Regions from separate parts of the Mus musculus genome. Here region 1 is linked to region 2. The links are chromatin contacts, called in public HiChIP or PLAC-seq maps. All regions are on one chromosome and are shown on one strand. Each heading gives the region's core, a stretch centred on a gene start, on an enhancer-like site or on the middle of the called end of the contact. The rest is flanking DNA. Distances are from core to core; before and after follow the strand shown.

Region 1 (4,146 bases), core at 291-2,790, 150 kb after region 2:
TATAATAAAAATAATTTTAGTGTTACTTGAATGATTATTCCTCTCTTGTTCCTGTTTTATAGACAATAATAGATACATAATGGATATGTCATAGATATATGATAGGTAGATAGATAGATAGATAGATAGATAGATAGATAGATAGATAGATAGATGATAGATAGAAGACAGATGGTAAAGAAAACAGTACCGACACATGATTAAAGGAAGACAGAATATAGATAGGAAGACAGAAAAGTAGATGGTAGATAGATGGCATGTAGAAAATAGATAGTTGATAGATAGATAGATAGATAGATAGATAGATAGGTAGATAGATAGATAGATAGATAGATAGATAGATAGATAGATAGATAGATAGATAGAGTATAAGGCATTGCCTTTATTTCCTAAGTAAGACCACTGAGGCAGAAGATGACTTTCCCAGAGTTCTACAGATTACAAATGATAGAGGCAGCTTTGGACCCTACAAGCAGCCTTATCAGTGGCTATAGACCATCTTAGACCAGTGGTGTAAGCAGAGGTGATAACGGTGACTGTAACAGCAGGAGTCCTGCTTAACACTTAGGAAACAAGAGCCTAGAAAATTGTGGATGTGCTACATACAGGATCTGCTCTTGTCCTCACAACAGGACATATCACATTATCATGACCAACATCACCACCATCCCCACTGTCAGGAGTGGCAGCACTGGATTGACAAGGAGCCTGTCTTACCTAGAATTGTAATGAATATGTAAGCCCTTACATTTTAAAGTTGTACTATTACTGTAATGAAAACATGACATATGAGCACAGAGGACTGTGTGGTCTGACACTTCATTTGACTTGCATCATGACCAAAGAAGACACATGGCTTTTGCAGAAAAGACCTCTCTGGAGTGGCCTATTTTTACTACTTTCTGAGTGAGGTGTTCAAAGTATACCAGTCCTGAATGGCAGAACATTGGGAACCTTGAGACAGACTCTGTGACTCACTGTAGGGATGCCTTCAGGACTGCGGATGTGAGCAGGCCGAGTTCCTTATTAAGTGATTCATCCGTCTCTCTGTAGTCGGGTAGATTTCTTTTCACGGTTTGTGAAATTTTCTTTCATAAGTTTTCTGTCTACTCTGTATAAAACCAGCAATATCTTTGTTTTCCCCAGGAAAAATCTTTGTCCCCTTATAACTTATATTCCATTCTGTTTTCTTAGGTGTCAGGCCACCACAATAACATGCACTGTTTGTGAAATGGGAATAAATCCCATCTGAGTCTAAGGACTGTGGACAGATACCATGTCTGTCCACATAACTTGTTTCAGACTCTTCCCCTGCTCACTTCCTTCTGAGTGGCCTCTCCCGTGCAAGTGTGGAGGCTAAAGAAGAATCAACTCTCCAAGCAACCTCGATGAGAGAAACGAGCTTTGGATACTTCGAAAGCCTCCATGCCGTGGACCAGGAAGATGACCTGCTTGCCACCCTTTCCCCTGTGTTTATACATTCCAGAGTTCTGCTCTTAAGTATACTTTGAAAACTCCCTTGGAAGAAACCAAATATGCCTTGTTCCAGGGTTGCTTTGAATGTTTTCAGCTTGTAGTCATGGTTGACATAACCTAATTCAAAACATATTGGAAGCACAATGGCACCAAACCTGGGTCGGGAGCCTCAATGTTTCTCTTGAATGGGTTCACTTGTTTTCTCTTTTGCTGTAATTTTTTTTTCTCCAAACTCACAGTCAATGTTTATGATTTGTATCTGAGATATAGCTTCAAAAATAGGCATGCTGCTAAATTTATGCTAAAGGAGGTAAGAAGAAAAAAAACTAGATAAAGAACAGGAGAGAAACAGGGGGAGAATAAAATTGAACAGGCAAAGAGGAGCCGGTGAGAAGTCCCAGTAGAGAAAGAGCTCGCTGTGCGAACCTGGAGGCCTGCGTTTGGTTCCTGGACCCCATGTAAAAATGGAAGGGAAGAACTGAAGATACATAGCTGACCCCTGACCTCTGCATGTCAGCCGTGGTGTATCTGTGTGACTGCATACATTCATTACACACAGGAAGAAAGTAAAAAAGGAACATTAAAATAGGAACCAAAGATTTACTAGACTAAAATTGATCCTAGAAACAATTTTCGGTACTGGTCCAGGGCATTGATTGACAGGCAAAGCCCCCCATTTGCATCCTTAGGGACACTGAGATGGTCGAGCTGGCTCTTGCATGTCTGCCTGGGCATCGTGTCGTCATGCGAAACAAGTCTGTCCTCCATGCATAACAGTGCAGCAAGTCTTTGAAAAATATCAAAAATAAAATTTCCATGTGATTTCCCCCAAATTTTACTTTGGGATCTATATATCCAGAACATTTGAAAGCAATATCAAAGCAGATAAAGAAGAGTTATTCACAGTAGCTAAGAGGTAAACATAAGTCAGATATCCATTAACAGATGAGTGGATAAATAAAATGTGGTACATGTACACATGTATACACATGGAACTACTATTCAGCCTTACAGAAGAAGGAAAGTTTGAAGCATGCTAAGGCATGGATGTCTGTTAAGTGGAATAAACAATCACCAAGGGAAAATTCCACAGGAGTCCACTCATGTGAAATATCTAGACTAGTCACATTCATAAGAAGAAAGTAGATGGGGACTTGAAGGAGTAGGGAGCTATATGAGGTACAGTGGGTGCAGTTTCTGTGTGTAAGGATGAAACATTTTGGAGCTGTATGCTGGTGAGAACCAAAGACACTGAACATGGTCAGCCTTATACATATGACATTGCTTGGCTTATTTTGTGCTGTCTTAGTCAGGACTTTGTTGCTCTGAAGAGACACCGTGACCATGACAACACTTATAACAGAAATTTTTGTGAATATTTTATTAAAATTTTTAGGAATTTTTTTAAAGTTGGCACTTTAGATGGATTCAATAGAGTGCATACACACACACATATATGTATATACATATACATATACATATACATATACATATACATATACATATACATATACATATACATATACATATACATATATGTATATATGATTTGGGTAAATTACCTTACTTAGACTGTGTTAAGTATTCACCTAACTACTAACAAGCTAGAGGTTTGTTGACAAAGCCCAGTGTGAAACCCTACTGTCATGACTCCTAGCTCTGTGTAAACCCTTGCCCTTTAAGACCAATTCCTCAGGCAAATCTGGAAGAAGAAACTGGGAAGGCTTAGGGAAAAGCTTGGACATACTGCTCTGCCACAGAAAGAAGCCCTGTGCTGTGAGTGGTCATGGAGGTAGCTCCTTGGCTTGTGGCTGAGTATCTGCATACACTGTGTTTGTCAACAGTTCTAATTCTACAGGTGAGAGAAAGGGCAATCCATCTGGCTGTGAAGGGGCTTCCCCTCCCAACCTAGCCACCTCCTTCAGCTTTCTTGGTCCACCTGGGAAATAACAGTCAACTGTTTTCTGCTGGCCCCTCCCTTGCCACCATCCTTCTTGGAGAGGCTAGCAATCCCAGAAAGAACTTGTAATGGGGTGAGGATGTTTCTGATGCAGGCTGAAACAACATCCTTTTCTACATTTCAAAGAAGATTTTCAGGTATACCAGATGGTGAGTCAAGTGCTTCAGGAATGGCAGCATCAAAATGCGAGGCTTTGTGGTTCTTCCCCAAGTGTTCGGTCTTACTCTTGTAAGAAAAACAAAACAAAACAAACAAACAAACAAAAACAACCAACCAAACAAACAAACAAAATAGCAAATGATAAAGGCACAGAGGTGTTGGCAGTCTGATAAAACTTTATTGATAGGCACACAAATTTGAGCTTCATACGATTGTTATGTATCTCAAAATATTAAAGTTAAATTTCTCTTCATTTATTAAAAGTACAATGTCAACGTCATTCTTAGCTCACAGACTATAGTAAAAAAACAAAACAAAACAAAACAAAACAACAACAACAACAACAACAACAAAACAGACTGGACTGGACCAAGGTGCTTTTATTTGCTGATCTCTGGTCTCATAATTTTAAAAACACAAAAAGTGCCTCCTTCATTCTTAAGAAGGAAGGGGATTTGTTCAAAAATATTTTAGCACAGCCTGTGAATAAAGTCTATAGCTTATGTGATCATGAAGGCTGAGCTTAGAAGCTCCGTGTTAGTCATAAGCCA
Region 2 (3,582 bases), core at 496-2,995:
AAATACTGTCCATCCCCAGCATTAAGTGCCCCAGTTCTGATGAGAATCTGGTTTTCCAGACTGTTACTTCATCCCAGGTATTTGTTCCACTTCATCAATATATAACTATAATGTAGATTATATATACACACATATATATATACACACATATATACATATATATGTGTGTGTGTGTATATACATAAATATATATTTAAAGTGTAGCATTTATTGCCTTAAAAGGCTGAGGGAGACATGGCAAATAGTAAAGTGGTTCAACGTTGATAAACCGGATTGGCATGACTATATAACCCAAGGAAGAATTTAAATCTTCTAATCTCTAAGTTTCCCCTTCCATATAATGGTGAAATTAAGGGTATAGTCAGTTTATGTACATAAAAGTCATGCCAGTGTGGCACAATTGTCTCTTTCAACACCTTAGTTGTTGCTTTGTGTGTGTGCAGAGTGTAGTGATGGAAGGCGGCTTGATGCTTCACACACTTGATCTAAGGTCCTACATGTTTATCATCTCCTAATTAGAATCCTCAAGAAGTCACTACATGCATTAAAAACAAAAAACAAAACAGAACAAAACAACTGGTTGTCCAATCATTCTCGGCTTGCTCCTACAGAACATTCAAAAAGGTCTGAAGGTTATGAGGCCATTGACAGGCAGAGCAAAGGAGAAAGGACTGTTTCAGAGCGACCGTGGTTTATCTTGATCTCCGACAGTCTGAACACAGTGTAGAAAGTGAGAGGGTCCATCTGCCTGATTGAGTTCATTAGACAGAAGCCCCATTTCCCTCATTTGGGCAAAGTTCTAGCACTGGGTCTCCAGGCTCGACCTGAACTTTAAGGCAATTAGGCTTTTGGCTGCCTGTCTTCTTGTCCGGGCTATGTTCTTATGCCAGCCCTTAGGAGGCTGCATGTTTCACTCTTCCCTGTGTCTGCAGCTATTCCAACAGTCCAGCAGCCAAATCTTGGCTGTCTATGTCAAAAGTTCTCATTGCATTCCCTTCCAGGCCCACAGGTTTTCATGCTATGGAAAGTATATAAGCCGCCTTGTTCCTGCCTTTCTCGCTCTCCTGCTTTACTGATGAATTGTAACACAGCTCCATTTCTCCCTTCTTCATGGGTTTTCTCTTCTCAGTAGGGCAGGGGAAAACTTTCTTTAAAAGCAACTCCTGGAACATCTCAATCCTTTGGTTCTGCTTGGATCAGAGTAGCCAGTCATTTCCCCATGGTCCTTGGTGGTTTGGTGGTTCTGGCACCGCTTGGGATGATGGAATCTCACTCGGAAATGCTTGCTATGAGGCGTGGCTCAAGCCACTTTCTCTTTCTTCCAGCCAACAGCAAAGCAGCCTGCATTCCTGTGACATTGCTGTGTTTGGGACAGATCCTTTGAAAAGGAAGTGTCCCAACTGGATTTATAGCCATGTTCCTTCTCCATATGTTTATCAACCAAGTTCTTGTGTCCCTCTTGCTCTGCGGGGAGTCTTGAGGCTCCTTTACATCAATGTTTTACATTCTTTCCTGTTTTTCCCCACTCACTCTGAATCCTTAGAGCCCATCCTTTCTTAAGTAGCTCTTCTGTGTCTAGAATCCTGCTTTTCACTATCCTGGCTTTCCATCCCTTCCACGAACTCTTAGCATGGTACCATGGTGCCCTGGAAGGAACATTGAGTGGGTGGCTACATAACTGTGTGACCTCGGGCATGCTACACCACTGCTTTGGGTCTTTGCCTTTTTCTTCTAAACACATGGACTGAATCAAATTATGTTTAAGGGGCCCTTCCTGCTGGGGAAGCATGCTGTGAAGTGTGGGGACTTTCAAAAGCCCTGGAATGCATTGCTCAGCGGAAAATTAGTTGAATCAGTTTGTGGTAGTCTATGATAACAATTCTGGTGACCCTGATCTTCTGACCCAATAGGCTGACTTCTTCCTTCAGTATTCTTCTTAATGCTATCTTAAGATAGACTTTGTGAGTTTCCCAGCTTCATGTGTTACCATTTCTGGCTCTTTCTTATTGATCAGTTCATCACTGGCCACTGAACACAAGTTTTGAAAGTCTTTCATAGTCTGCTTTCTCTTCAGATCTTATAAATCTTTCATTTAAACAAAGTTTTTTTTTCATTCATTCACTCATCCATTTGTTCTCCATTGTACTAGACACTGTCTACAGCTCAGGGAATTGATGCTCAAAGAAATTTAATTTTATTGTTTAAATACTGTTTAGAAAGGACAGCTTTTATCTGCATGTGTCAGTATTGTTTTTAAAACTGTCTTTCAGTTCATTGTATTGGTTTAGAGAGCAAATAAAAAATAAACAAACAAAACCCAGAACTTATTAAAAAAAAGATTTATTCAATTTGGGAGTAAGTATTTCAGGCTGGCTGCAGGTTCCCATGGAAATATTTTGATTCAAATCACTGGATCTGAATCAAACATTAGGGCTTCACTTGGAAACATGGGCCTCACTTAAATCTTCATTGTTACACCTTAAGAATGTCACTTTTTAACATTGCTATAATGACAGATGGGCTGAGTAGGTGTGTGATTCTTACAGTAAGAAAATTAAGGCAGGCACTGCTCAGGAAGATTTTTCTTTGGCTTCTTTATAGTGATTCAGTGAGAAGTAGGCATGAAAAATTACATTGAAGGTAAAACCTCAATATTATGGTCTTCTTTCTTAGTGCTCTATTGCTGTGAAAAGACAGGATGGCCATGGGCATTCATATATGCACATGTATACACACATGCACACACACACACACACACTTAACTGAAATTACAGTTCAGAGGTTTCATCCATTATCATGGTAGAAGCATGACAGCACACAGGTATTCATGGTGCTGGAAATGAAGCTATGAACTTCACGTGTGGATCCACAGGCAGCAGGAAGACAGAGCAACTAGGCCCATCTCCAGTGACACACTTCCTTCAATTAGGCCACACCTCCTAATCCTTTCAAATAGTGCCACTCCTTGATGTCTACACGTTCAAATATAAGATCTTCAAACCCGTCTCTTCAAACCACCACATCAGGCCTTTAGCTTCTTAAAACATGGGTGTAGCTGAATGTGGGGATCAGAAAATTTTAGCAGTGATGTACGGCTCTCAAGCACATAACCATCAAAATTAATTTAAAACCAACCCTATGGTGAACCTGAGGTGTTTCTTGCAGAGTTTGCCTGTACTGTATCACATGACTTCACTGCAGACTTGGTCCTAAACACACAACGTATTCACTTTGCACACAATGTCATACTTGCACAGGGTGTCACACCACCGAGCACCAGCGACGGCTGCCTGCAGTACCTCTTCCATATTTGAGGCTATTGCATGCTATGCACTGCAGAGTTTTTGATACTCAAGCAACATTTTCTGATCTTATGGAAACATGATGAATTAATTCATGCAAATAAAGATTTTTAATGTTTCTTGAGCATTGTTTCTCACCATGTTTGTATCAAGTTTGTGTATCCCTGGATTGTACTGTGTGAATGTTTGGTTTTTGAGTTGCTGCCTTCAGTCTCATAAAAAGTTACCCAATGGATTTTGGCTTGGGATTTGGATATTTGCCAGCAGTTTCTGAAATACT

What was found. HiChIP or PLAC-seq counts read pairs in DNA pulled down with a chosen protein or histone mark.
Region 1: a contact with region 2 is called in an H3K27ac HiChIP or PLAC-seq map of the NIH/3T3 cell line, with 3 times the contacts expected there. The contact joins two enhancer-like sites. A contact is called at or near these places in 2 of 484 Hi-C or Micro-C datasets (adipose-derived mesenchymal stem cells and embryonic fibroblasts) and 2 of 115 datasets of contacts at active chromatin or transcription factors (the NIH/3T3 cell line and embryonic fibroblasts).

What each region holds. Positions count from the first base shown.
Region 1 is chr9:41,657,620-41,661,765 of GRCm38.p6, reverse strand. Gm35835 (a long non-coding RNA gene) reads left to right here. Exons shown (of 5, transcript XR_379295.4): 5 at 1,195-4,146. Among named protein-coding and RNA genes, the nearest start is that of Gm35835, 78 kb to the left of the region's middle. Within about 2 kb of position 1,540, at least 34 of the 459 cell types and tissues checked have an H3K27ac peak or open chromatin away from gene starts, as enhancers often do. A contact at or near this core is called in the NIH/3T3 cell line, adipose-derived mesenchymal stem cells and embryonic fibroblasts, where this site is marked.
Region 2 is chr9:41,807,199-41,810,780 of GRCm38.p6, reverse strand. The region is part of intron 1 of Gm35940 (a long non-coding RNA gene); the gene reads right to left. Among named protein-coding and RNA genes, the nearest start is that of Gm35940, 3.4 kb to the right of the region's middle. Within about 2 kb of position 1,745, at least 60 of the 459 cell types and tissues checked have an H3K27ac peak or open chromatin away from gene starts, as enhancers often do. A contact at or near this core is called in the NIH/3T3 cell line, adipose-derived mesenchymal stem cells and embryonic fibroblasts, where this site is marked.